Linked DNA regions of Mus musculus: regions 1 and 2 are each linked to region 3. A link is a contact called in public Hi-C data. All regions are on one chromosome and are shown on one strand. The core of a region is the stretch at or near the end of the contact, and the rest is flanking DNA. Distances in the headings are between cores, read along the strand shown.

Region 1 (3,912 bases), core at 430-2,929, 98 kb before region 3:
TGTGTGGAAGAAGCAGAAACCAACTGAGTTACCTGGGAGGTGTTTGGACCAATTGAGGCACCTTGAAAGGACACTCTCCAACCTGTTGACTTCTGCTCCTATAAGAAACCCGTCACCCATACTTATGTCAGAAACCTCAATAAAAGCCTGTCTTAGTCAGGGTTTCTATTCCTGCACAAACATCATGACCAAGAAGCAGTTGGGGAGGAAAGGGTTTATTCAGCTTACACTTCCACATTGCTGTTCATCACCAAAGGAAGTCAGGACTCAAGCAGGTCAGAAAGCAGGAGCTGATGCAGAGGCCATGGAGGGATGTTCTTTACTGGCTTGCTTTCCTTGGCTTGCTCAGCCTGCTTTCTTATAGAACCCAAGACTACCAGCCCAGAGATGGTCCCACCCACAAGGGGCCTTTCCCCCTTGATCACTAATTGAGAAACTGCCTTACAGCTGGATCTTGTGGAGGCATTTCCTCAACTGAAGCTCCTTTCTCCGTGATAACTCCAGCCTGTGTCAAGTTGACACCCAAAACCAGCCAGTACAAAGCCATTCGTTCACTCAATTGGACTTTGGTGGTGTCTATACCTTAGTCTGCTGTGGGACACCTACCGGAGTGAGTAGATATGCGTGTTGTATCTCCCCGAGAAAAGTTTGCACACAAAACCTGTAGTACTAGCATCTGGGAGGTGGAACCAGGAGGAGTCGGACCTAAATTAAAGACAGTGTGGAATACATAGAGTCACAGGGCAGCCTGGGCAATATGAGACTGTCTCAAAGTAAGTAAGTTGTGTACTTCTAATACACAGTAGTGCAGAATAAACATCCATTCTCAAAGAACCATTAAAGATTAAGGAAAGATTCCAAGGCAAGAGTGAAACCATGAAAAGCCAACATCAATCCTGTGTTCAGGATCCAGGGCACAGTGTGTACTACCACACAATTTTCTATGTGCATTGTGGAAATCAAATTCAGCTCCTCACACATACATGGTAAGCATTAGACAACATGACTCATCTCTCTAGTTCCAAATTTCTTTTGTTTTAGCTTGCTGTGGTTGTTTAACTTAGAACTGTCTGTCACAGGCTCATATATTTGAACACTCAGTCCCTAGTTTTGGGGAAGGTTATGGGGCCTTTAAGGAGGTGGAGACTTACTGGAAAAAGTACATCACTGAGGTAAGCTTTGAAGTTTCTTTCTTTCTTTTTTTTCGAGACAGGGTTTCTCTGTATAGCTCTGGCTATCCTGGAACTCACTTTGTAGACCAGGCTGGCCTCGAACTCAGAAATCCGCCTGCCCCTGCCTCCTGAGTGCTGGGATTAAAAGGCGTGTGCCACCACACCCGGCTTAGCTTTGAAGTTTCTATCCTCACCACACGTCCTGTCTTTGTCCCTCTGTTCCTGCTTCTATTATCATTATAGACACCTTTCCCTATGGAACCATAAGCCAAAATAATACTTCATGAAATTGCTTTTAGTCATGATTTTTTATCATAGAAACAAAAGAATACCCTCCACTCCATTTTGTGGTCGCTTGTTACAGCATCCCAGGAAACAAACACATACAGGAAAGGGGCTAAGACAGACTGCAGGTACTGTTACAGGTGGCTGTCTGTCTATGGGGACCTTGTTGCTAAGGTGGTTTAGATAAGTGGGGGTGATGGCATTGTAGACAAGCAGTTGAGTCAGAGAGAGAACCATTGCGCTGTACCACACCCTGCTCTCAGGCTATGTTTGCAGAGTCATTGTGGAGGGCTTCCTCTGCTCAATAATTTCTCTAGGCTTTGCACAAGGTAACCCTTGCACCTGTGCGCCTACCACCCTTCATCGTTAGAGACATAGTGTGTGTATCTCTTCTTGGAAGGTTAACCTAGCTCGTTCATTTTTTCAAACCTGTTCTCTGACTTCTCCAATTGCTACTCTCTCCTTTGCACTATTTATCCATGTTTTATGCTTCTGTGTATAAAAAAAAAATGGGGTTTAGAGGTCATGTGACCAAAACCAAGATGATATAATCAAGAAGTAATGAAGTCTGTGTAGGGTTGGCAATAAGTGGTTTTTCAAATCACACCATTCTCGATTGCAGGAAATGAGGCCAACTCATTGAAACTAGGCACTTGTCTAGAACTGCTTACTTTTGATCATGCTTGTCATGCTGTCCCAGGACCCAGAGGGGCTGGAATTACATCACCTGCCTCTGGTTCATGATCGTTATTATTTCTTATTCTCAGAGGCTGTTGTCCTAGTGCCAGGAAATGCATATTTCACACTTTGCTGGAAAGGACAAAAGAATGTAGGGGCCCAAACAGAAGTCAGCCTGTTACATTGTTCTAAGTAAGAATGTGTTGAGTCGATGCCAGAGCTTCAGAAATGACGAGGATGGTTATTGTATTTTGCTGCTAGAGAGTCAAAATATTTTCTTTGGAAGGTATCTTGTGGGTACTCCCTCCACTGCATATCCGGAAATAAAGTGCCTCAGTTAATGTGCTCTTGGCACTGAGAGACAGAGGGGTGGGATGATCAGTGGGCCGAGTGCTAGCTCAGGGTAGTAGAGTGGGTTTAGGAGCCTGGAGATACAGGGCCAACTTGTTCACAATGCATACTCATGGACCATATAACCTGCTCACATCATGTCCCTTCTCCTGCCTATACGTTCTCAAAGCTAACTAACAAAGGGAAAGAGGGGTTTCCCCCTCAACATGACCCCAGGGCAGAAGTCTGGGCAGGTTAACCTAACAAGGATTTGAGGACAGGACCTGTGAACACCAGGTTTGACAGGTCCATGCCCTAGAGGCTGATGGTGACTCTCTATGACATAGAGATGTCGATCATGCATATGATCTTTCCCCCTTCACACTCAGTGTCTGAGTTGACAGTTCCCCAACACCTTTCACACTGGATACCCTGCTGGAGGCTTTCAGTAGATCTCATGACCTCTTGGGACACATGATCAACTCAGCTTTTTGTGCCAGGGAAATGAGCTGGCAGACTGAGATTCATTGTGTTACATCCTACAGTGGTCTGTTTGACTACCTCCTGTGAGTGCAACGCAAGGAGACATGAGCCCTTCCTCCTGAAGCTCACAACTTTGCCTGCTACATGACAGGCCTAGGGACTTCCAGGGTGACAGAAACAAAAAGCCTGGCAAGCCCAGGATCCCATCCCTTAAACTATTGTCAGTGACTCGCCAAGGTAAGAAACTCATGCTACTTACCTAGGTATAGGGAATATGGGACAGCTTGCTGCTCCAGGGAATACATAGAGGCTTGCTCCATTATCAGTGGGTCCCATAAGAGGTAACCAGTTCCCTTTTTCTGAGGGCGGGTAATTCAGAGCAACCCTTACTTCTGATCAAGTGGAGCTCACATTCCCTAGTGTGCCTGAGCAGCAGTCAGTGTTCCTAACACTGATTTTGTTTTCCTTCAGGTTCATAGACAGTCATAGACAACAAGAGCCCTGAACACTGTCGTCAGCATCTCGTGTAACACTCACTGGAGCCTTTGATGAAGGTGATTGCATTGTCCATCTTGTGTGGATTAATAAAATGGAGATTTAGAAAGGGGTCTGATGACATCCTTAGACTTCAGAAATGACACTCATTTGTTTACTATTACACTTCAAAAGTTATAAACCAAACAGTGCAGGTCTATTATTCTTTTTTTTTTTTTTTTTAAAAATCTTCTTCAAGACAGATTGTCTTTTTCTTGTTGTTGTTTGTTTTAAAGCTGTTCTAGGTCTTTTGAGAAGAAGGCAACAGAAACTTTAATACCATAATCCCCTCCCCCTGCCCCTCTCCTGAGGGTTGAGGATCTCTTCCTTACAGCTGCTTCCTGCCCTCTGCTGATCGAGGTGAGCTAACTGTTTCACAAACACGGATTAGTCTTATTTTTTTTAAATCTCTTTCACTCTCCATCTGAAG
Region 2 (3,942 bases), core at 527-3,026, 120 kb before region 3:
ACTCATCCCTGGTTTCTTTTCCTCACGATAAGAGCCACATTGCAGTGAGTACAGTTTAGTTTACAAAGTGGTTCTACTTGACTTAACATGATCATCCTTCTCCTTGAGAAAGGAGACGTGGCTCTGGGATGCCAGCGTCATGTCCGCTCCGCTGCTCTTCCACTCTTTGAGCTTGAGCTCATAGCCACTTGTTGTCTTCCTTGGGAAGGTGATTGTCCCAGGATGTCTTGGGAAGACCATGAGTAGTCAAGTATACTGTGAAAGTCTCAATTTGTTCACATCTCTCAAGCATGAGTGAGGATTCTTGCCTGCCTAATGGCCTTCAGGGAGGCAGAACCCATCTGCTTTGTCCTCTGTGGTACCTGGTACCTGGGACAGGTACAGTTTGTTTATGGTTTATACATATGTATCTATGTATGTGAATATATGCCCATACATGGTGTGTGTGCCTGTGCATGCATATGTGTGTGCTTATGAGTGTGCCTCGTGTGTGTGTGTGTGTGTGTGTGTGTGTGTGTGTGTGTGTGTGTTTTGGCCAGAGGCTGACCTCAGATGTCTTTCTCAGTTACACTCCACCTTAAGTTTTGAGACAAGAGCTCTCACTGGAACTAGATCAGCACTGGCTGGCTGGTGACTCCCCAGGATTCTGCTATGCCTGTTTCCCCTGTGATGGGATTACAGGCATGCACCGCCGCACTCCCCTTTACATGGGAGCTGGGGATTGAGCTTGGACCCTCATGCTTGTGAAACAGACATAGCTACAGCATCTTCGCAGCACACGTGCTACATTCCTGATGCCTGAATAAACAACTCACGGATGAACCTGTACTTTCCTTGGACTGCCGGAGCAAAGGAGGGGGAGCCTAGGTTTCTGACGTTGGGGATTCTGTACCCTAAATTCTCTCTAGGCATCTCTGGACAGGTGGAAGTTTCAAGTGGTTCCTCTACGATTCATCCCACATACCCACCCCTCCCAATACCCCAGAGACAGGGGCACTTTTTTCTGACCATTAGAAGCTGATCTTACAAATTTCACACCTCACACAGACCCAGGGATACCAGGCAGCACATAGGCACAGAGCTGCCTGAGCATCGTGTGGACCAGTTTGGAGCCTGGATGTGGCTTCTAGGATTGACTCAACTTCCAAGGGAGGCTTCCATGGGGCCCTACCAGCACCTAGCCCGAGTTTCATGGCCACCCCTGTCACCTTTCTCTCATTTCCTGTGTCCAATCTTAAAGGGCTAGGAAAGACTGTAACCCAAATCTTAGAGGCCATGGTTCAGTTTTCATCAAGGTCTTCAACCTTGAAGAACCTCCTTCTGGCATCTTGCATGTTATCCGAGTCTCACTAACTTCAGTGTTTCAGACCCAGAGGGTGGATATAGCCAGCAGGCTACACGGAGATAAAGTGGAGGTGTGCAGCTACATTTTCCCACTTCCTACCATGTGTTGGCTTCTCTGCTTTGTGCCTCTCCTCCACAATAGTCATGCCTGTGTTGCAGCTGAGCCCTGCAAGCTAGCTGGGTCTATTCTGCTAGCAAGCTGAGGGCTGAGGGCCGAGGGTCTCAGGCTCTGCAGTCACAGGCAGACATTGGCCTCTAGAGCAGACTTTGGGGTGGGTGCAGTTTGATGCACTGTGTAACTGAACATATACTGTGACAGAGAACAATAAACATAGTTCTGGGCGAGGGACATTCCCCCCTGGCCACTGCCTGATCAGGGAAGGAATATTTTGTACCCATTCCTCTACCCGTGGATATACTTGGAAGTGAGCCAGCCACCCACGCCTCCCTAGTTCCTTCTATTCTCACTATCACATCGGTTCTATCATAAGAGCCTCTCTCCTGGGCCGCTCCTCCTTCAGTCTGACACCTCAAAAGTATATCCAAACTGTGAAACCCTGTGACACTGCTGTCCCCTCTCCATCACCCCCACTCCATCATTCTTAATCGCTCCACATTGCCCCAAGACAAACATTGACTGTGGAGGTTGGAATTCAAGACTGACCTCTGTTGCCAGGTTGTTCCTTAGCTGTAGCACTGAAGACAGAGAAGGCCTCACCATTCACTTTCTGGCCAATTGACCCTCTCTATGCTAGGCTCACCACAAGTACTACCTGGTCTATCAATCACTTCTCTTCAGCTCTTTAGCCAGTAACCCTACTATGCACAGTACACATGATGAGTCTCTCACACATTTTCATGACACTAACTCTGTATCACTGATGCCACTCAAGTAGCAGGACTGTGACTCACTCTTTCTTTTGTACCTTTCCCATTCTGGAACTTCGCAGAACAAGAAACACACACACAATCCTAAACAAACACACAGCAAAGCTTCAAAGCAGCCAGTGAAGAAACACATTAGTGCATGTCTTTGGTCTGATGTACAGGCCCTAGCAGCGATGAAAGAGAATGCTGAAGGATCATGCCAATGAGCTGTGTTCCGCTTAAATGTTCCTTGGAGAGATGGTAGCCTTGGGTGCCAAGTTACAGTGTCCTGTGGAGGATGAGACCCTTCAAAAGTCTCTATTCATTATAGGCCATAATTAATGTTCTCAATATCAATAAATAGAATAAATCCTCCCCTATCAGAGATTAAATCTCTACTAAGCTAAGAAGCTAAGAGACTTTTTTTTTTAAAGAAGTAACAAATCCAAAGGGAAAAAAAGAGCAGATTAAGGAAACCCCTGGAAACCTGAGGAATCAGGGTCACTGCTAACCAACAAGAGGGAGGCACCCAGAACACTTGCATCTCCCTGACCACCAATCACCAGACAGAGGCAGAGAGAAAGAGGGAGGGAGAAAAGAAACAGGAGAGGTTTGGGTGAAATCGATCAATAGCCTCAAACGAAAGGGAATTAAGTTGACAGAGCAATGACAGAGCCCATACATGTGTACTTGCAAATGTACACACATGCACACACACAAGAATATACACATATAGACATGTGCAAACACATATACACACACACAAATATACACACATATATATATGCAAACACACACATACGGACACAAATGTGCACACACATGCACACACATGTGAATATACATCTTTGTGTATATATATATATGCAAACACATACACATGCACACAGATGTGCACACACATGTACACACATATACATACACATGCATACACACACAAGTATTAGTGAGATAGTGGGTGGTGTTGCAGCATAGACAACATGGCACAAAACAGAAAAGAAAGAAGAGACCTGCTTAGTGACAGAAAGGGAGTGGACACTCAGTTTGCTCACTGTTGACTCCATCTGGTCAAGACACACTTAGAAAAATGAACAGTTTATGAGAGAGTGCCAGTAGTTTCCAGTAGCAACTCTCAGGGTGTCCTTCCTCCAGCCACAGTTGCTGTCATGCAGTAATATGCTGACTTAATTATTCCCCAGGAACCAGGGCTCCCTGGGATAACAACGACAATATCTTATTATTATTATTTTTATTCACTTTACATCCCACTCACTGCCCCTCCCAGTCACACCTCCCACATCCTTCCGATATCCCCCTCCCTTTCTCCTCTGAGTGGGTGGAGCTCCCCTGAGTATCCCCCCACCCTGACACATAAAGTCCAAAGACATTATCTTCAGTAGTCCCCTGGGTTTGCTCACCACATACCACAGTTCCAGATATGTCCTGCCAATCTACACATGTGACCTATACATGCACTAGAGTCAGTGCTCAGATGGGTGAGAATTCTGCTATATACTATGCAAGTGGCTTTGGAAGACATGGGGATACATGAAATAAGCTAGACACAGAAGGACAAAGATTGTATTATCCTGTCCCACTCAAAGGATCCTGGAGGTCCTCAAATCCATAGAGGCAGAAAGTGGGGTGAGTAGCGAAGGCGTGAGAGTTAGCCTCTAATGAGAACAGAAAGGTTATGGAGATGGCTGGAGGGACCACTGCAAGCCAACCTGA
Region 3 (3,762 bases), core at 657-3,156:
TCTTCCTTCTGACTTTCCCTATTGAAGTCACCTTGGGAAAATGAGCTCATCTCTTTCTAAACAGAGCTTTGCCAGCTTTGTCAATCTCTGTGAAACACGAATCTCTGGTTCCATCGATTTTCTTCTGTTGTTTCCATTTTTTGTTTATTAACATTTGCTCTAATCTTTGTTGTTTCCTTCCGCCTGCATGCTTTGGGATTTATTTTTTCTCTTTATTCCCCCTAGTTCCTTAAGATGGGAATTTAACATGAGATTCTCTTTTTATCTTGAATTTAAAAAATTATGTGTATGTACGAGTGCCTGCATGTATGTATGTGTACCATGTGTGTGCCTAGTGTCCTCTGAAGCCCAAAGGGGAGTCGGATCCCCTAGAACTGGAGTTATGAGTGGGTTCTGGGAACCACGTTCAGATCCTCTGCAAGAGCAGCAGGCACTCGCTCTGAAGCCCTGAGCCGTCTCCCTAGCTCCCCTCTTTCCCATTTAATACAACGATTCACAGCTATAAATTTCCCTCTAGCCACTGCTTTAGCTTCTTCCCCTAGCTGTCTTTACCATTTCTGTTTTCACCTTTCTCAGAGCAGTTTCTAATTTCTCTCAGGATTTCATCTTTGACATGGCAGCTCCATCTCTTCCTTGTGCTTGTTTACTGCTATGATGCTCTCTGTTGTTGACTTCCAAGTTCGGTCCAGTGTGTTTGGTGCCCGTGTAGCTCAAAGTCTTTTGAGCAGACTGAGGCATGTCTATGGACTACCATATCCTGGGGAATGCTCCCTGTGTCCTAGAGGGATATGTATTCTGTTGTTGGGGCCTCTAAAGATAGAGTCTTCTCAGCCTATATTCTGCTAGTTATAATTAAGTCTTTCCAGTTCTGGTTGAAAACCAGGTATTGAAGTATCCAACTAGTATTCTTGAATTTTTACCTTGTTACTTTAAACCACAGTTTCCTTAAAGGACAATAATTATTCCTGCTTTACAGAGGGGTAAAGAATTTAAAATACACTGGGTGGTGGTACGTACCTTTAATTCTAGCACTTGGGAGGTAGTGGCAAACAGATCTGTGAGTTCAAGGCCAGCCTGGTCTACAGAACAAGTTCTAGGATAGATAGAAATAGATAGACAGACAGAAGATGGGTGGGTGGTTGGTGGATGGAGAGAGAGAGAGAGAGAGAGAGAGAGAGAGAGAGAGAGAGAGAGAGAGAGAGAGACTGTGCACGGTGAGTACTGCTGCAGTGGCTCTGGATGATTGGCAGTGCACAGTGGTGGGGAGAAAGCTTTCCATCCAGTAGCTAGCTGGTTCTGGGTTACATCAACATACTTTCAGTCTGGAAAACACAACCCCCCTAAAGGAGACAGTCACGGCTCAGCCCTGTATGACTCTACAGCCTAATTTCCAAGATGTACATATCTCCCATCTTAAAAAAAAAATCACGAAACTTACAAGCTAACATATTCTAACCTGTCATCCGAACTCTGCTAGCTGGATCATCACAGAAGGGTCACGAAACTTGCCTACTCCTCTCTCATTCCTTTCTTTTCCCTGTTTAACAAATAAATGCTTACTAGCAGCCCTGGCCGGGCCATACTCTGCCCTGGGTCCAGAGTATGCTGAAGGTCGGCCTGCTTTAAATGCCCTTCTCTCTGCAGCAAGAGGTAGTATGTCTAAGCAGGTAAATAAAATGCAGGAAGCGTATACTTTGGGAGGGGAAGGAACAAAAGGTTTAGAGCACACATAAAGACAGAGGTGACCTGCCTAGTAGGGAGGAGATCGTGAAGGAGCAGGAAGAGTGGTTCCCAACAAAGCACTACCAAAAACTGACAAGACATGCAGTCCTCAACAGCAGCTTGAGTTTCATAACCCTTCCTGCCCCTGCCAGCCCTCTTAGGTGGGAGGGGGCCCGGGGAGGAGGAGGAGGAGGAAAACAAGAGGATGTTACACTAAGTGAGTCATCCAGCCTCAAATAACCGAGAGCTGCTAAAGCAGAAAGTTCTCAGCTTGGAAGTGTGCCAGCTTCAGTGCTGCAAAAATAGCCACGATGAATTCACATATTTCTCTGGGAGTGTTGGTCCATCGTACCAGTGAAATCTCAGCCACAGCAAATTGGAACTTGGGGCCCATATGCTCAAAATCATGCTCAGATTTTGGTCAAAGGTTTTCTTGAGAAGGCTGAAAAAGCTGTGATTTTGTTTTTTTGTTTTTTGTTTGTTTGTTTGTTTGTTTGTTTGTTTTACTGAAAGTGGTCTATTCTTCCATTCTGTTGGGGTTATTACACTATGGGATATTGTTTCCTGCTCGGAGTGAAAAGTCTCGGTGTTTTTCTGTTGAAGGCCTCCATCATCTAAGCATGATAGTCTCGTCAGTTGGAAAAGGTCACAATGTAAGAATGCCTGCACACTGTAGAGGGAGAAGAGGCATTGTAGCCCAAAAGCCTCTCACTAGACCATTGGTTCCTAGCTTTCCTAATGCTGCAACCTTTTAATCCAGTTCTGCATGTTGTGGGGACCCCCAACTATAAAATCATTTCATTGCTACTTCAGAACTGTAATGGTACTACTGTTATAAATGGTAAAATAAATATCTGATATACAACTGTTGGTGGCCCACAAGTTGAGAACCACTGCTCTAGCAGCACCTTGACCCACCTGGAATAGGTATGTGACAGTTTTAGAGAGTTTAGAGCTAATTTGCTTAGTTAGTTAGTTAGTTAGTTAGTTAGTTAGTTAGTTAGTTAGTTAGTTTTTCAAGACAGGGTTTCTCTGTGTAGCCCTGACTGTCCTGGAACTCACTTTGTAGACCAGGCTAGCCTCGAACTCAGAAATCTGCCTGCCTCTGCCTCCCGTGTGCTGGGATTAAAGGCGTGCACAACCACGACCCGCTAGCTAATTTATAATGTGTAGGGGAGACAAAGAGATGAGCTGAGGTTTTCCTGGAGGGGCACAGCAGGAAAGCCCACCTTCCAGGGCTTGACAAACTCAACATCCAAGACCCTTGCGCCTCAGGCTCCTTACCTGAAAAAGGATAGCGCTGGCTCTTACATGAGTCAGAATCCAAAATATCTGGCTTCTGGGTGGCATTCCAGAGCAGACTTTTCATTCAAGGGGCTGGGTAGGATGACTCAGGGCCCTGACACTGGGTAAGATCCTGACAGTCAAGGAGGGAAGATCTCCCAGCAGGCAACAGCATAAGAATAAAGGCAGTCCTAGCACCATTACTTTCCAGCCATGTCATCTTTAAACTAGTAACTACCCTCTTGGTGATGCTTGGGAAATATGAAGGTAACCTAGCTTCTGGGTTGTTAGGACTGAACCAGAATGGGTACTTAGAATGATGCCAAGTTCACAGTATAGACCAATAAATGATACTTACTGTTTTTTACATAGGGGTTGGTGGTATGAATGGAGAGGATTTAAGGAGGAAGGTTGGGAAATAAAAGATTTAAGCGTCTTAGTTTGGATTTAATTAATAGAGGCCTATCTCACTTTCTTGGGTGGGTTTGACACAGATGATAAACTATATAACACTGAGTGTAATTTTAACTGTGCACTCAGTGGTAGAAACCAAATGAATTCTGTCACAGATTTAAATGGCCCCAGCAGAGGATGTTCTTGAGTTGGTGACTCAGTTCTGCTTCCATCACCTAAGAAGCTATTCAGTCATAGTAGAAGGTATATAGCTGGAGAGAAGCCATTCACTGATAGCAGAAGGTATATAGCTGGAGAGAAGCTATTCAGTGATAGCAGAAGGTATATAGCTGGAGAGATGGC

The links. Hi-C and Micro-C count contacts between places; a contact is called where the count stands out from the background.
Region 1: a contact with region 3 is called in a Hi-C map of uterus, with 4 times the contacts expected there. The contact joins two enhancer-like sites. A contact is called at or near these places in 19 of 484 Hi-C or Micro-C datasets (the N1E-115 cell line, the Patski cell line, cardiomyocytes and 13 more), 4 of 115 datasets of contacts at active chromatin or transcription factors (the NIH/3T3 cell line, cardiomyocytes, embryonic stem cells and 1 more) and 1 of 9 other capture datasets (embryonic stem cells).
Region 2: a Hi-C map of cerebral cortex shows a contact between it and region 3, with 3 times the contacts expected there. The contact joins two enhancer-like sites. A contact is called at or near these places in 22 of 484 Hi-C or Micro-C datasets (the G1E-ER4 cell line, the Patski cell line, cerebral cortex and 6 more), 2 of 115 datasets of contacts at active chromatin or transcription factors (both in embryonic stem cells) and 1 of 9 other capture datasets (embryonic stem cells).

What each region holds. Positions count from the first base shown.
Region 1 is chr12:13,112,287-13,116,198 of GRCm38.p6, forward strand. It overlaps Gm35298 (a long non-coding RNA gene), which reads left to right. Exons shown (of 5, transcript XR_381278.2): 3 at 3,420-3,502; 4 at 3,719-3,842. Among named protein-coding and RNA genes, the nearest start is that of Gm35350, 11 kb to the left of the region's middle. Within about 2 kb of position 1,680, at least 5 of the 459 cell types and tissues checked have an H3K27ac peak or open chromatin away from gene starts, as enhancers often do. A contact at or near this core is called in uterus, where this site is marked.
Region 2 is chr12:13,092,880-13,096,821 of GRCm38.p6, forward strand. No RefSeq gene overlaps it. Among named protein-coding and RNA genes, the nearest start is that of Gm35298, 7.8 kb to the right of the region's middle. Within about 2 kb of position 1,777, at least 5 of the 459 cell types and tissues checked have an H3K27ac peak or open chromatin away from gene starts, as enhancers often do. A contact at or near this core is called in cerebral cortex, where this site is marked.
Region 3 is chr12:13,210,360-13,214,121 of GRCm38.p6, forward strand. No RefSeq gene overlaps it. Among named protein-coding and RNA genes, the nearest start is that of Gm24208, 31 kb to the left of the region's middle. Within about 2 kb of position 1,907, at least 30 of the 459 cell types and tissues checked have an H3K27ac peak or open chromatin away from gene starts, as enhancers often do. A contact at or near this core is called in cerebral cortex and uterus, where this site is marked.